Linked DNA regions of Sus scrofa: regions 2 and 3 are each linked to region 1. Evidence: chromatin contacts called from public Hi-C and HiChIP or PLAC-seq data. All regions are on one chromosome and are shown on one strand. Each heading gives the region's core, a stretch centred on a gene start, on an enhancer-like site or on the middle of the called end of the contact. The rest is flanking DNA. Distances are from core to core; before and after follow the strand shown.

Region 1 (4,880 bases), core at 1,260-3,759:
TGAATCTCAAGGATATAAATAACACATATGTTCCTGAATGAGTGTCATTGTTAACAAGAGAGAAAATACACATGCTTAAAATTAAATTCCACTTTACAAAGGACTGTATTTTTTGAGGTGTACCCTGAAGTATGTAGGTAGGGATGAAATGACATGAGATGTGAGATTTGCTTTAAAATCAAAAGTGTAAAGTATTTTTGATAACTTAAATTTGGTGATGAATATATGGGTGTTCACTGCGCTAGTCTATTTTTTGTAAGGTTAAAAATGTTCATAATAAAAAAATAAAGAACTAAAGGAATTAAAATTTAAAAAAATAAAGAACTAAAGGAATTCGGTGGTACCATCAAAATTTTAATTGCATATTCCATATAACCTAACAATTTCACTTCTATCAGTGTATGCTAAAGGGTTATTCTCATAAAAATATAAAAAGGATAAGCTTAGAATATTTATTTCAGCGCTGTTTGAAATTATGGAATACTGAGGCAGAGGGAACACTCTAAATTCAAGATTAGGAGAATAAACATAACAATATATCCATATCATACAATACTTAAAAGAATAAAATATATCTCTACCATAACACTGTCACATAATAGTCAAATAAATATTTGATTTAAAAATAAAACAGGCTGCTAACAATACAACATCACACCATTAATGTAAAAAACTAACGAACAAAAAATTTAAAAAAAAAGAGAGAGAGAGACAGATGTAAAGCCAAAAAACACAAGGACTATGCCCTCCAAAACAGTAAGTTACTTCCAGGATGCAAGAGGGATAGGGGATAGAAATTCAAAGACTTTTGCTTTATGCTATTTTTTCATAATGACAATATATTTTGTACATTAAATATAATTAAAAATAAGCTTAAATCAAATAACTGCTAATTATAAGTACATATTCTACACTTTTAAAACTTTAAAATAAAATCTTTACTTGATATATAGGCTTTGAAGAATTACCCAAGGATATAAATTATCTTTGTAATATTCATTGCACAATTGTATCAATATTATTTAAGAATGTGTTACTATACCATGTGGTTTTAGAGAAATATGTCTACATAATTAAAACCTCCACTTTCATCTGCTCTCGATTAAAATAAAACGCAAGTGAACTCCCTTGGCAGTTTGTCTCCACACTTTTTATCTTCTAATTCACTTTATCATCCATTAAAGGTATAAAAGGTTAAGCCAAGTTCCTCTTTTTCTGAAAGGTAATTAATCATATTTTCTAAGTACCTTAGCACTTCCTAGAAAGGGGTAAATTCTAAGATCATTACACAACAAAACAGTCTTCTCCCAAAAAACTACTAAAAACGTCCTCAGATAAGTCTCTTTTCTTCCCTTACTTGCAAAGAGGGAAAGATACAACAGCCACTGTATACAATACTGGGTTAGAGAATCATAATCCAGGGAGTGTTCCGTCCTTCTTCCACTGAACCTTAATTTTGTTTGCATTATGGTCATTTACACACAAAAAGGTACTACATTATAAGCATTTTAACTTTTTTTTCCTGCATAAAAGTAGACTGTGTGCTTCCTTTCAACAAGCAGCAATCCCCCAATTTGTTGTCTTTCCCCAAAACACTTTTTTCAGGGCTTTGCAGAATATTTGAGAAAGGAAGGAGAAATGTATTATAAGGGCCAGTGTGTGATCTTGGTGAAGTTTATAATCAAGACAGCTTCCTTATCTACTTTAGACTTACAGGGAAATTATTTTCACTCTCTTTTCAAGATGTTCTAAAACAAGCAAAAGGAAAGACCAAAAGCTGGTGATTGACTGACTTTCAGAATTACCCTTCCCTGGAGAATTTCTCAGTCTCTGTCTGCACTCCAATAGCGAAGCAACTAAACACTGCCTGTCTGTTGAGGCCTTAAAATATGGCTAGTCAGGAAGGAGATGAGCTGTTAAGATCCCAGATTTGAAAAGCTTCGTATGAACAAAAGAATGTAAAATATCTTGTTCATTTTTTAACTATTACAAGTTAAAAGTCTATCTTGGATATATTAGGTTAAATAAATATTATTAAAATTAATTTCACCTATTTTTTTCTTTCTTTTAATTTCAAATTACATACGTGGCTCGCCTTGTATTTTTCTGCGGGACAGCACTAGCCCAAGTAACTAACAAGTAACTAACAATACTCAGCGGCCTCTCAGCATCTGTTTCGCTCCCCCGCGTTTCTCCTGGTGCTTCTATCCAAAGGTGGGGCACCGTTAACTCGGCCTGACCGTTTCTGCCTGGGGTGTGGAAAAACGGAGTGATAAGACAAGAGACGGCTAAGAGGCCCGTACCCACTGCGCATCTCGCAGCACGGGCTCGCGAATCTCCTCTGGCAGCGCGTCCCCGAGTTTTTGCACGAAGCTGCCGCACAGTTCTAGCATTTCCATCACCGCCCGCTTCGAGGTGCAGCGCACCCGGAAGTCTTTTCGGGAAGCGGCAGGGACCAACGTCCTCTCGTCGGTCCTGGCCACTCTCTCCACGTCCCGCAGAGGAGAAGGAGCCCTCTCCATGTTTCCAGCTTGAACTATGGGCGGGAACTCTGAGGGCGGAAGTGCGGGTTTCCAGGGAGGAAGGAGCACGCGTCCGGCCGGAAACTCGTTCCGCCCGGGCAGCAGCGTTCCGGCTGAGGCCCCGCGGGCGAGTCGAGGGAGTCCTTGGCTGCGGTGATGGGGTCGGTGGGCGTAGGGCTGGTGGACTGTCACTGTCACCTCTCCGCCCCGGATTTTGACCACGTATGTGAGGGCGAGGTTTGGCCCTTGGGAGCGGGGAGGACCCCGTTCTTTCTCTTCGGGTTATCCCCCAGTCTTTCCAGGCCCCTATCTATGGTCCCATGCGATTTGCTCCTTAACTCTGTATTTAATCTCAGTCACACCGATTTTTCTTTCTTACCCTAAAAAGCCATAATCTCTTCTTGGCACCGATTTGCTGTTTCGGGCCACTGGAGTCCTTCCTACCTACCCAGCCTTTGCCCAGCTGTTTAACCTCTCAGCTCCTGGCCGAGAACCCAGTTTCCACAGGACGCATGCTCGCTGCGATACCCTATGTGCTCCAGTTCTAGTGGCAAAAGGAGCAAACAAAAACCAACACACACACATACGTAATTTCAAAGTGTTTTACCCGCCACTTTGGAAACAAGAGGCTGAGAAACGAGAAAAAGATCAGAGTCGCTTTTAGGGGGAAAGCTTCTCAAGAGGGGACAGTGACGTTGGGGCTGGAAAGACTAAGCGGTGTGTGCATGGTGGTGAGGAAAGCAGGCAGGTTGCAGGTTTCTAGACTGGACAGAATTTGGCGCAGTCAAGCTACTGAAAGACTGGGTGGGGCCTGATGAGCTAGACAGAGAGAAGCGAGCATAAAACAAGACTGAAGAGGTTTGCAGGGGATAGGTGAGGTAGGAGTTCGAATTTCATTAGAAGCGCAATAGGGATCCAGTAAAGGGAGTCGTTTATTGGTTTGTTTTTTAAAGAGAGTAACGAGACCTGATACCGTTTGAAAAACCACTTTGCTGAAAGGTCTCGTGTGTCGCAGCTGGAGGCACAATCCGCGACGGCAGCCTGGGTTCCATCCCTGGCCGGGGAACTTCCATATGCTGGGGGTGCGGCCAAAAAACAAAAACAAAACAAACAAAAAAACTGCTTTTCTGATGTGTGGCAAATAGATAAAGGAGAGCAAGAGTGGAAGGTGGAAGACCAGTTTGGAGGCTTTTGCAGTATTTAGACAAAAGATGATGGTGGTTCCAGGGGAAGTTGAGAAAAGCAGATGAGATGGATTCAAGGTATACTTTAAAGGTAGAATCTTTCCTACGTGCTGAGAGGAATTGGATGTGGAGAGGGAGGGGAAAGGAGAACTTGAGGATACTGAAGAGAGATGGTGGGGCTGTTTACTGAGATGGGGAAAACTGAGGTTTGAAGAAAGAATAGTTTTTTGGGGGGAGGGAAAATAGTTAGATTTAGTACTTGCTGAAGCCTAATATCCATCCCAATGAAGATGTCATAGAGTCATTTTAAACTGAATCTTGGGTTCAGGAGAAAATGATAGACTGGAGATAAAAACTGGGGACTCATTAGCATAATGAGCATTGTAATGAGAGCACTTCTGGTGAGTACAGAGAGAGAAGCATAGAGTCCTGAATTTAGAGGAGAGAGAGCCAGTCAAGGAGACTGAAGAGTAGCAGCCAGCTGGAGAGGAGTAATTCTAGAAGCCAAGAGTGGAAAATATTTCAAGAAGGAAGGAAAGGACAAGAAGGAAGGAAAGGACAAGTGAGGAGTTTCTAATGCTGCTGAGGGATAGGGTAGGAAGACAGAGAAAAGTCGTTTTATTTGACAATAACAGTTTCTCTTTTGGTGGAATGGGAACAGAAGTCAGATTTTACTGAGAGAGTAAATGGAATATGGGTCAGCGTAGGCTCTTCATATTCCATCACCCTCTTCCTTGCCATCATTGTCAATCTTTATGGTGCCTCAGCTCCACTGATATACACAGCCAAAGAAGAGTTACTTATTCATCTAAAATGACTGTGATTACTTATGCTTATTTTAGGATCTGGATGATGTGTTGGAGAAAGCCAAGAAAGTAAGCCAATATCTATAACTGCCTTTTTTTTTTCCTACTAATTTTGATCTAAAACACCTTGAAATTTAGATATACTGTGTTGATGTTGCTTCAAAAATAAGTTAATAATAAGCAACATTTATTAAGTATTTACCATGTGCGAAGCACTGAGCTAAGCCTGTGCTATACATCATCTCATTTAATGTTTTACAGCTACCTTCTGAGGAACCTACTATTTTATAACTAACCATTACCCATTTTATATCCTTTAATAACTAAGGCCTACAGATTAACTTGTCCAAAGACACATGACTAATAAA
Region 2 (4,880 bases), core at 1,316-3,815, 210 kb before region 1:
ACTTGTTATAGATCTGCCCTCCAGGAATTTATTTGAAACTTTCCTTAATCTATTTATATTTCAGCCTGGACAGCCTTTTCAGGCCATAAGTAGGTTTACCATTTATGTGAAAGCATCAAAACACAGAAAGTGCTATGTAAGTGTTTTTATAACAGTAATAATAATTGTATCATTATAATGTTATATGTAACAAACATAATCTGATGAGACTAATTCAGATGGTCTCACAGATTTATTTTTAGTCACTGTGGTTGTTTTTATCGCCATATTCACATGCACACACACACATACACACCCATCAGACAGTATTGATTAATGGAGTGGGGTGCTGGGATGGGTGTCACTCTGCATGCAAACTTACAGATACCCACTCAATATTCTCTAAAGAGTTACCGCCTAGGACCAGCATAGAGTAGGTGCTCAGTAAATTCTTCTGTGTGGTTGGATACTTGGACTTTTAAAAAGGAAACGAAAACCTGTGTGGTAACTGGTGAGACACATTAGGAATCACTGCATTAGAGGCTGGAGGGCAACGTGAGAGTACAGCTGGCATGGAGGGAAAAAGGACTGTCCCGATTTTATGGCAGATGTGCCTGTGTAAGCTCTCCTCATCACCCTAGAGCTCATACTAAGGGAAGACCTGGTTCCCAGGCTGCTGACATGATGCATAAACAAGGAATGCCAAAAGGATGCCCTCTGACAGGTGCTGGATGGGTGGCAGGGGTGGCAGGAGCAAATAGGCAGGTATGAGATCCAAAAGAGAAGGATCAGACCCTGTGGCTATCTCAGCTTTTACCATGAACTGCAGGAGAATGAAGTTTTAAAAGCTAGGTGATTCAGCATGTGACTACACAAATAAATTGTGCTACATCCAGACAACAGACTATATTCAGTATCAAAAATAAATAAATAGTGGAGTTCTCACTGTGGCTCAGTGGGTTAAGCACCTGACATTCCTCCGAGAGGATGTGGGTTCGATCCCTGGCCTTGCTCAATGGGTTAAGGATCCAGCGTTGCCACAGACTGTGGTATAGGTCCCAGCTGCAGCTCTCATTCGACCCCCGGCCCAGGAACTTCCGTATGCCACAGGTGTGGCTGTAAAAAGAAAAAATAAATAATAAATAAAACCATGAAAAGACATGGAGAAACACTGAATGTGTTTCACTAAGTCAAAGGAGCCAACTGGAAAAGCTGCATGCCTATGATTCCAACTACATGACATTCCGGAAAAGGCAAAGCTATGAAGACAGTAAAGTTGTGAGTGCTTAACAAGGGTTAGAGGGGAGGGAGGGCTGAATAGGGGAGCACAGAGAATCTTCAGGGCAGTGAACTCCTCTGTATGATACACAGTGGTAGATACATGTCTTTATACATTTGCCCAAACCCACAGGATGTACAATACCAAGGTCCAACCATGATGTAAACTATGGACTTTGGGGATTGTGACGTGTCTGTGTCGGTTCATCAACTGTAACAAATGTACCACTCTGGTCCAGCTGAGGAGCGTGTGGGTGGGGCGGGTAAGGGGTATATGGAACTCTTTGTACCTTCTGCTAAATTCTGCTATAAATCTGTAACTGCTCTACAAAATACAGTCCGTATTTTAAAAATCCGGGTGCAATAACACCCTTCTGTATGTAAAGTTCCGTCCACATTGGAGCCACAGAGTCTTGGGCTGGAGTCCAAGCCCCACCATGACCAGCTCTGTAACTCTGGGAAAATTACTTAACGCCTCTGACCTCAGTTTCTCTAACTCTGCAGGACTGTATTGCCTTCCTCAGAGCATTTTGAAAATTAAATGAAAAACTATATGTGGAGTTCCCATTGTGGTGCAGCAGAAACGAATCCAACTATTATCCATGAGGATGCGGGATCGAGCCCTGGCTTTGCTCAGTGGGTCAGAGATCTGGCATTGCCATGACCTGCGGTGTAGGCTGCAGATGCAGCTCGGATCCTGCGGGTGTAGGCTGGCGGCTACAGCTCCGATTTAACTCCTAGCCTGGGAACTTTCATGTCCTGTGGGTGCGGCCCTAAAAAAGAAAACAAAAACAAAACAAAACAAAAACAAGCAAACTATATGTAAAGTGTCTAACCCAGTACCTGGGATATACAAGTAAATATAAAAACCCTTTCCCCAATTCCTCCCTTTATCAGTGTGATGATTAACTCTTCTAATGGCTACTCATTCCAGAGTCAGGCCAGTGGAGGAAAAAGCTGTCTTGAATGACAGTGACCTTCTACTAGGAAGGGGATCTGTGTGTGGCAGGGGGCATGAGTGTCCTCACATGCTCTGTCCCAGATGGTGGCCACAGAATGCCAGATATGAACTTGACCCTGGAAGGCAGTATCAAGCCCCTCACTCAGCTTTCTCACGTGAAAAGGTCAGGATGATGGCAGGCTGTCATATTTAGACGATGGCTCGCAGGACAGCCTCTATGAGTTAGTCACCTATGATATGACATCATATTGCTACTCAATATAGTAACAGCTGTTATTTGCTTTGGGGGGCAGAGGCGGGATCAGCTTTTGTTGACCAACCATGCCTCAAGGATAAATTGGATGGTACGGGACGTGGAGACCAGAAAAGAGGAGGAATCCTCCTCTAAATAAGGGTGTTCCACAGCTTCCTAAGGATTTTTGGCACCTCACCCCTAAAATGTGAGTCTTGAATTTTCTTTGTCTTTGGGACCCAGCAGGGGAAATGCCATGGGAGAAAGGTGTTCGGTCAGGAAGTCTCCAGCTGGAAGGATACCCACCATGGCCGGGGTCAACGCCGCCTTGTAGAAGGGTGAGAAAGTGTGTCCCATGCCTCAGCTACATGACATCTGCATGGCACCCAAAGAAGTGGTCTCAGGGAAGGGGATTGAAAAGGCCTGGAGGTAGGGTGCTACAGACTCTCTAGGTTGGATTAGGCATTTTACCCTCCCAGGTTACAGAACAGGCCAAATCACTCCACTGAGGCAATGATGTTTTCTCAGCCTTTGAAATGTCCTAGATGAAGCCATGGTTTGGGGATAACACCCATCAGTGCCTTAGCTAATTTGGCATATTGATCAGTCATATCATAATGGAAAACCACTGGATGTGGTTAACCCCTTCCTGCCAGTGAGTTCTCCTCCTTGACATCTCTGCCTCCCATGGGGCCTTGTGCTTTGGGAACAGAATGCTTTGTTTCAGCCGTGCAGATGCCTAGGTGAACTGGGGAAAGCGGACTCTTCCTGTGTCTAACCTGGAATAGCTCCAGAGTGAGGAAATGAAGAGGCTAGAGAGAAAAAGCCCTGGACCCCGGGCTCGGGAGACCCTGTGTGGCAGCTGGTTCTGCCACTTTTTGAGCCTGCTGACCTTGAGCAGGTCACCACCTCTCTGCAGATTTTGATCGCTTGCCTTGTCTGTAAAACTGCGTTCGTTCTCGGGGTCCTTTAACCCTAGCTTGCCCTCTCCAGTCTTCTAAGCGTGGATCCCTGGTCTGTTGTTGGCAGACGAGAAAGGGAGCCCGCGGTCTGAGTGCGTGCTTCTGCCACGTTACTTTGCGACCTTCCACAAGGACACGCTGTCTCTGAACCTCAGTTTCCTCACTTATAAAATCAGGGTGAGATAATGAGCCTTTATAAAACTTACAAAATACGGATGAGATAATGAGCCTTTTCATAGGCACCATATAAATGCAATGAAGTGATTTCCTGAGTTCCGAGGGGGAAGGTGGGGGAAGGCAGGCTGAGGAGAAGACGGTGGGGGTTAGCGGCAGGTGGGGTGAAACCAGGGCTAGGAGCGGGGGGCGGTGGGGGTACGGTCGTCCAGGCCGAGAAAACCTCCGACCCAGTCCTCCTCGGTTCCTCTTCATTTCCCAGCAGCAGCCCAGGGAGGGGAAACTATTGAGAGGTTGTAAGCGATGCTGAGAACAGCCCAAGAGGGTGGCTGCAAACTCTTGTCTAAGGGGGTCGCGCTGCCCGAGTGCGCACGGCGCCAAAGCAAAGAGGCCGAGGGGAGCCCGACCAGGGCTCGGAATCCCCGCGCAAACCAGCAGCCTCTCATTTCCTACCCTGCCCGGGGGTAATAGCCCTGAACTGAGCACCTTCTGGGCTGCCCCGCATCACCTCCTAGGGGTGTAAAAACAGCTCCGAGGGGAGCCCTGGAAATCACATCACGGCTGTATGCTCACCAGAGTGACCTGTCTCGACTCATCTCTGCGGGAAAATCACAGATCTGCTAGAGAAACTCTCCAAATTCCTGTTTATTCTTTACGTAAACGGATTAACCTAGGGTTAGCGATTTTACTTCCAGTCTCTCTTTCATGTTACAGCGAAAATGAAATCGACCGACCACTCCTTTGAAGCAGTTCTTTGAGCCATAAGCGTAATTTCTCTTCTCTCCCATCAAAAGGGGTTTTCTCTTTTTTGCCAAAAAAAAATTTTTTTTGTTTTTATTTTTGAAGCCCCAGGAGCTGAGAGGCTGGCAGGAGGCGTGGCTGCCATAAGAGCCGCTTGCTGTCCCCCTGCTGACTCATCTGACATTAACATAATTATGTTTTAAGAGTCAAAGTGATTTTCAAACTATGAGTAATGCACGGTATTAGAGAGAATGTTGACGAAGCAGCGGGCATTTCAGCACGCTGAGGGAGCCAGCTGCTGCTAACAGCTGAAACCAGTGAAAGAGTAAGAAAATGCTCTCGGAAAAAGAAGCTGACTTTCTCCGTTCCTCTTCCTTGGGAAAGATTCGGATTTTGTGAAAGGCAGGTGAACTCAGAGTTCCCTGAGGAAGGATCCAGATCTAGCATCTTTAGCTGAATATCTGGCTGTCTGATCATTTTATATGAAAAAAAAATGTTTTCATAGTATTCATTTTCATATAACCAATGCTAGGCAAAGATGGACCTAAAGATT
Region 3 (4,880 bases), core at 1,410-3,909, 140 kb after region 1:
CCGCCTGCCATCTGAACCCGGGAGAGTGGGGGGAAGCAGACAGTGGTTTTCTGGCTGGGTTGCCCGATTTTGCGTGAAAGCAGCGCCCGCCCATTGGAGGGACCGCGAGGAACCTTCTTCTAAATTGGGCACGAGTCCCTCAGGACCCACAGGGCCGTCTTTGACCCCTCCCTCTGGCTGGCTCCTTTTCCCCCTCCCTCTCCGTGTCTCTTCTTTCCTCTTCCCAAGTCTTTTCCACCGCTTTGATTTCCTTTCTTCAATCTGGTTCCTGGTTCCAGTGGGTTTTGCTCACTCTGCTGGAGACCTGAGCGTTGCAGAGGTTACTCAGCCCAGTGAGAGGCCTCCTTTCACTGCCGGGCCACAGCTAGACCGGGGGATTCCTGCCCCATTCGGTCACCGGGCTCAGGAAGGTGACTCCAGGCAGCTGGTTAGCAAAGCCTTCGAGTCATTTCTAAATGAAGTCATTGAGCAGGGGTTTGGTTCCATGGTCTCAACCCATTGAAGAGGTTCTGAATGGGGCCCAAGAGGTCATTCTCTTTAGATTCCAAATGAGAAACTCTCCCCAAAGGTGGAAAGGAGCAGATTTCCTTCCTGTGGAATATAGAGGGAGCCCAAGGAGCGAGGGAAAACTGGAAAGTTTACGGAGAGAGAAGCAGGGCCTCTGGGATGATGTGGCGTTTCCAAGAGAAGGTAGTTTCCAACTCAGAGGCCCGGGGCCACTTTCATTCCCCAGGGCATTGCCCATGGTCCAGGGCTCCTGGGGATGCTTGAGGAAACCAAGGTGGGGTGATGGGCCGTCAGGAAAGATTGCCTCTGGCAGAGTGAGCCAGGGGCCGCCAGGGCTGGCTAGTGTCGGCAATGAGCCAGGGTTGGGGTTTCGAGAGCAGTTTTCTGCCCTCGAAAGGAGAGATGAGATCAGAGCCCGGGAATCTCAGTGGCGTCCTGGCTCTTTGTCTCTGGCCAGGGTTCCTGCCTGGGGAGGGCTTGAGGGAAAGGGCAGAGGGCAGGAGACGCTCTCTGGAGCCACACCTCTCTAGGCTCAGGCCTGTCTGTCCACACTGCGACTTCAGCTGTCTGCCTCATCAGCTGCCAGCGGTGGGGCCTGCCGCCCTGGGAAGTAAGGAATGTGAGTGTGAAGGGGGCCTGGCTTTGAGTGAGGGTGACAGGTGGGCAGGAACCACCCCCCATCCCACGGTTCCCCCTGAGGCCCACCCCTTTAGGCCCTAAGTCCTAAATCCGGGCCTGGCCTGACCTGGCTTCTCCCAGACTAGACAAGCGGGATCCTGGGGGGTCCGCCTTAACTTGGGAGTGCCGGGAAGCATCACCCCGATCTGGCCTGCTCTGCACCCTCAACACTGAGGACCGAGAGGCTGCCTTTGTACCGTTACCGTAAATCCCTTTCTGGACTCCAGAGACCACACGGCATGGCTGTAAGCTGTGGAGTGTGAGGGTGAGTGCCCGTGAACTTGGGCATATGCACCGCTACGCTGAAGGGCTGTGACCTCAAGGGAGACGGAAGTGAGAGGCAGGAGTAGCCTGACTGCTGGCTTGTGTGTCCCCATCAGGCAGCTTTGTCTGGGGCAGAGATGGGCTGTGTCCCCGAAGTCTCTCGCACACCCAGCAGAAGGTAGATTTTTTCCCCGGAAGAACCCCAACTCCACTGGGCTGTTTGTCTTGGTAACTCCAAGACCTGCGAGCTACCTGGCACAAAGCGTTGCTTAAAAAATTCCTGTGTTGGAGTTCTCGTCGTGGCGCAGTGGTTAACGAATCCAACTAGGAACCATGAGGTTGCGGGTTCGGTCCCTGCCCTTGCTCAGTGGGTTAACGATCCGGCGTTGCCGTGAGCTGTGGTGTAGGTTGCAGACGCGGCTCGGATCCTGCGTTGCTGTGGCTCTGGCGTAGGCCGGTGGCTACAGCTCCAATTAGACCCCTAGCCTGGGAACCTCCATATACCGCGGGAGCGGCCCAAAGAAATAGCAAAAAAAAGACCAAAAAAAAAAAAAAAATTCCTGTGAGTATGTAGGCAGCAGGTGTCAGGAGCCCTGCTCTCCAGGTGCCGCTCAGGCCCTCTGACCCATCCTGCCCAGTGACAGCTTGGGGTCGGGGCTGGGGGTGTTGGGACGCAAGGAGAGGAGATGCCCCAGACACAGCCCTTAGCCAGAGGGACAGAAAGGGGGCTGGATGGTTTAGGGGGGCCCCCGTAGGCTTTCCTGCCACTTCCTGCCTCTTTCCTGAGGCCCAGCCTCACACAGATACACACCAGCTTGGCTGTTCAGGCCCCCTTCTGTCCTCAGCATGCTGCCATCCTTTTCTGCTTCTGACACTTCTTGTGGCTTCACAGGCACCAACATCCAATCCGGCTGAGCTCTTTGTGCCTTGGAGTGTGTGAAAGACTCCATGCCTTCACTCTCCCTGAACTATCAAGAAGCAGTTAGCAAACACTAGCAGTCTGTGCTGAATACAGGAGCTTGCCCCACGGCACAGCTTCTCTGTGGAACCGTCACCCTCTGCACAGCTCCGCAGCAGCTGACTCCGGGGATGCAGGCCTGAGGGTGGGGCTGCGGGTAGACTTGGGACCAGGGCTCCAGGCGGTCACCCTAGTTCACCCTGGATGTGTCACCCTGGATGTGCTGACGTGACAACAGATGAGGCTGGGAGCATCCCTTTGCGTGCAGAGAGAAGTGGCCCCCCTTCCTTCCACAAAGTGCATCAAAGGAAACCCCAAGTCCCTACCCCGCCTTCCCTAAAACGGAAGGTAGCCAAGAGCCCTTCAGAAGGAGACTCCTTTGATTTCTTGTCCTTGTTTGGACTGGGGAGGGATTTGGAGAAATATATTGTTCAGTTTAAAATAATAACCCCGGAGCTGATGTGAGGTTCTGGGCAAGTGCAGACCCGGCTGAATCATCATCCTGGTGCTTGTGTTTCTTAAAAATAACCCCCCTTGCAATAGTCTAATTATAGCCAGGGCAGCACTTGGGAGAGGCCCCTCCACATGCAAAAGCTCCCCCAGCTGCAGCCCTGACATGAGCTGGCAAGCACCGAACAGTATTTCTGGCTGGGCCCACAGGCAGGTGGCATGCTGTGATAACCCACTTCTGCCCTTTGCCAGGCCAGGAAACTGCAGCTGGTGTTGCTGTGGAAGAAGAAGGTTTCACCTTCTAGGCAGTTCACTGGGAATTACAGTTTAACTCATTTTCTGCCAGGATTTTTTCTCCCCTGGGTTTTGGGTCCCTCAGGGTAGGTGGGAGGGGTGAGGACAGATAGGGAAGGAGACAACCTAGTCGTCCCTCTCCCTTGGAAGCCCCCAAGCTGTCTGATGTTGCAGACCTACATTCAGCTGGACAAGTAGGCAGGTTCCCCTGAGTGGCTTTTTGAGATAAGGTAAAGCCTCTCCTATAAAGAAAAAAAAAAAAAAAAAAAACTTCCCACTTGTTCATTCTTAGAATGTTGTCATGGTGGCTTGAATTCCTGGCTTAGAACTTTTGCTTTTGTTCAGTAAAAATAATCCATGATAAAAAAAGGGAACATGATGAAGCCCTATTAGCCATTTACATGTTAGTAAGAACTAAAGTTTATTGAGTGGTATGGGATATTCAGCACTGGATTCAAAGACGAATTATTTGATCCCTGCTCTCAAGTTGTTTGCAGTCTCTGAGGCTGGCATGAGTAGGAACCCATGGGGTTAACAGATGCACAAAAGGAAATACCAGAGCTACGGATGGAGCGAGGAAAAGCGTGTTGTAAGGGAGGTCAGAAATACTTTATGGGAAGTTCCCGTCGTGGCGCAGTGGTTAACGAATCCAACTAGGAACCATGAGGTTGCGGGTTCGGTCCCTGACCTTGCTCAGTGGGTTAACAATCCGGCGTTGCCGTGAGCTGTGGTGTAGGTTGCAGACGCGGCTCGGATCCTGCGTTGCTGTGGCTCTGGCGTAGGCTGGTGGCTACAGCTCCGATTCTACCCCTAGCCTGGGAACCTCCATATGCCGCGGGAGCGGCCCAAGATAGCAAAAAAAAAAAAAAAAAAAAAAAAAAGAAATACTTTATGGGAGAAGTGGCATCCGGGTTGGACCTTGACGAGGTGACAAGACATGGGGGAGGTGTTCCATGAGCCACGGTGCAGAGGCAGGAGTGGCCTGGTGTCATCCTCAGATGCCTGGGAAGATGCTTTGTGCGGGAAGCAGGAGGACGGGGGGCAGTCAAGGGCATGGCTCTAAATTCTGGGGAAGAACTCTGTTTTCCACTACTTGCTAATCACGTGACTTGGCTTTGAGCAAGTTACCTAACTTTCAGTGCCTCCTCTTCTTCCTCTGCAAAGTGGATAGTAACATTATCACCCCCATAAAGTTTAGTGAGAATTAATTCATCCACATAAACTGCTTAGAATAATGGTTGGCACAGAGTCAGTGCCTCATAAGAAAAAGCTATTTATAACGGTGATTTCTCAGCACCTGGAAGGCATGGGGAACTGATAGAAAGGATGAGGAAAGTTTTAGAAAAAGGAGGCCAAAGAGCTCCAAATTCAAGTGCACTAGGAGTTCCCTGATGGCTCTGCAGCCTAAGGATCTGGCATGGGCTCTGCTGTGGCTCAGGTCACACCTGTGGTCCAAGTTCAATCCCTGGCCCTGGAACTTCCACATGCCTCAGGTGTGGCCAAAAAAATAATAATAATAATGAAATGCATCTATTTTATTTTTTTCATCTTTTTGTCTTTTGTAGGGGTGCCCCTGTGGCACATGAAGGTTCCCAGGCTGGGGGTCTAATCGGAGCTGTAGCCGCCAGCCTACACCACAGCCACAGCAACACGGGATCCAAGCCGTGTCTGCGACCTACACCACAGCTCATGGCAACGCCGGATCCTTAACCCACTGAGCAAGGCCAGG

Evidence for each region. Hi-C and Micro-C count contacts between places; a contact is called where the count stands out from the background. HiChIP or PLAC-seq counts read pairs in DNA pulled down with a chosen protein or histone mark.
Region 2: a contact with region 1 is called in an H3K27ac HiChIP or PLAC-seq map of alveolar macrophages. The contact joins the promoter of ATF3 here to the promoter of TATDN3 in region 1. A contact is called at or near these places in 1 of 47 Hi-C or Micro-C datasets (liver) and 2 of 2 datasets of contacts at active chromatin or transcription factors (alveolar macrophages and skeletal muscle).
Region 3: a Hi-C map of fetal skeletal muscle shows a contact between it and region 1, with 1.7 times the contacts expected there. The contact joins the enhancer-like site here to the promoter of TATDN3 in region 1. A contact is called at or near these places in 7 of 47 Hi-C or Micro-C datasets (embryonic fibroblasts, epiblast stem cells, fetal skeletal muscle and 3 more).

The regions. Positions count from the first base shown.
Region 1 is chr9:130,620,013-130,624,892 of Sscrofa11.1, reverse strand. TATDN3 (putative deoxyribonuclease TATDN3) reads left to right here and starts at 2,509. Exons shown (of 13, transcript XR_002336028.1): 1 at 2,509-2,649; 2 at 4,549-4,581. It overlaps NSL1 (kinetochore-associated protein NSL1 homolog), which reads right to left. Exons shown (of 8, transcript XM_021063971.1): 2 at 3,130-3,151; 3 at 2,304-2,767.
Region 2 is chr9:130,827,363-130,832,242 of Sscrofa11.1, reverse strand. ATF3 (cyclic AMP-dependent transcription factor ATF-3) reads left to right here and starts at 2,565. Exons shown (of 4, transcript XM_021063853.1): 1 at 2,565-2,658.
Region 3 is chr9:130,477,685-130,482,564 of Sscrofa11.1, reverse strand. The region is part of intron 7 of VASH2 (vasohibin-2); the gene reads left to right. Among named protein-coding and RNA genes, the nearest start is that of ANGEL2, 26 kb to the right of the region's middle. Within about 2 kb of position 2,659, at least 20 of the 83 cell types and tissues checked have an H3K27ac peak or open chromatin away from gene starts, as enhancers often do. A contact at or near this core is called in fetal skeletal muscle and skeletal muscle, where this site is marked.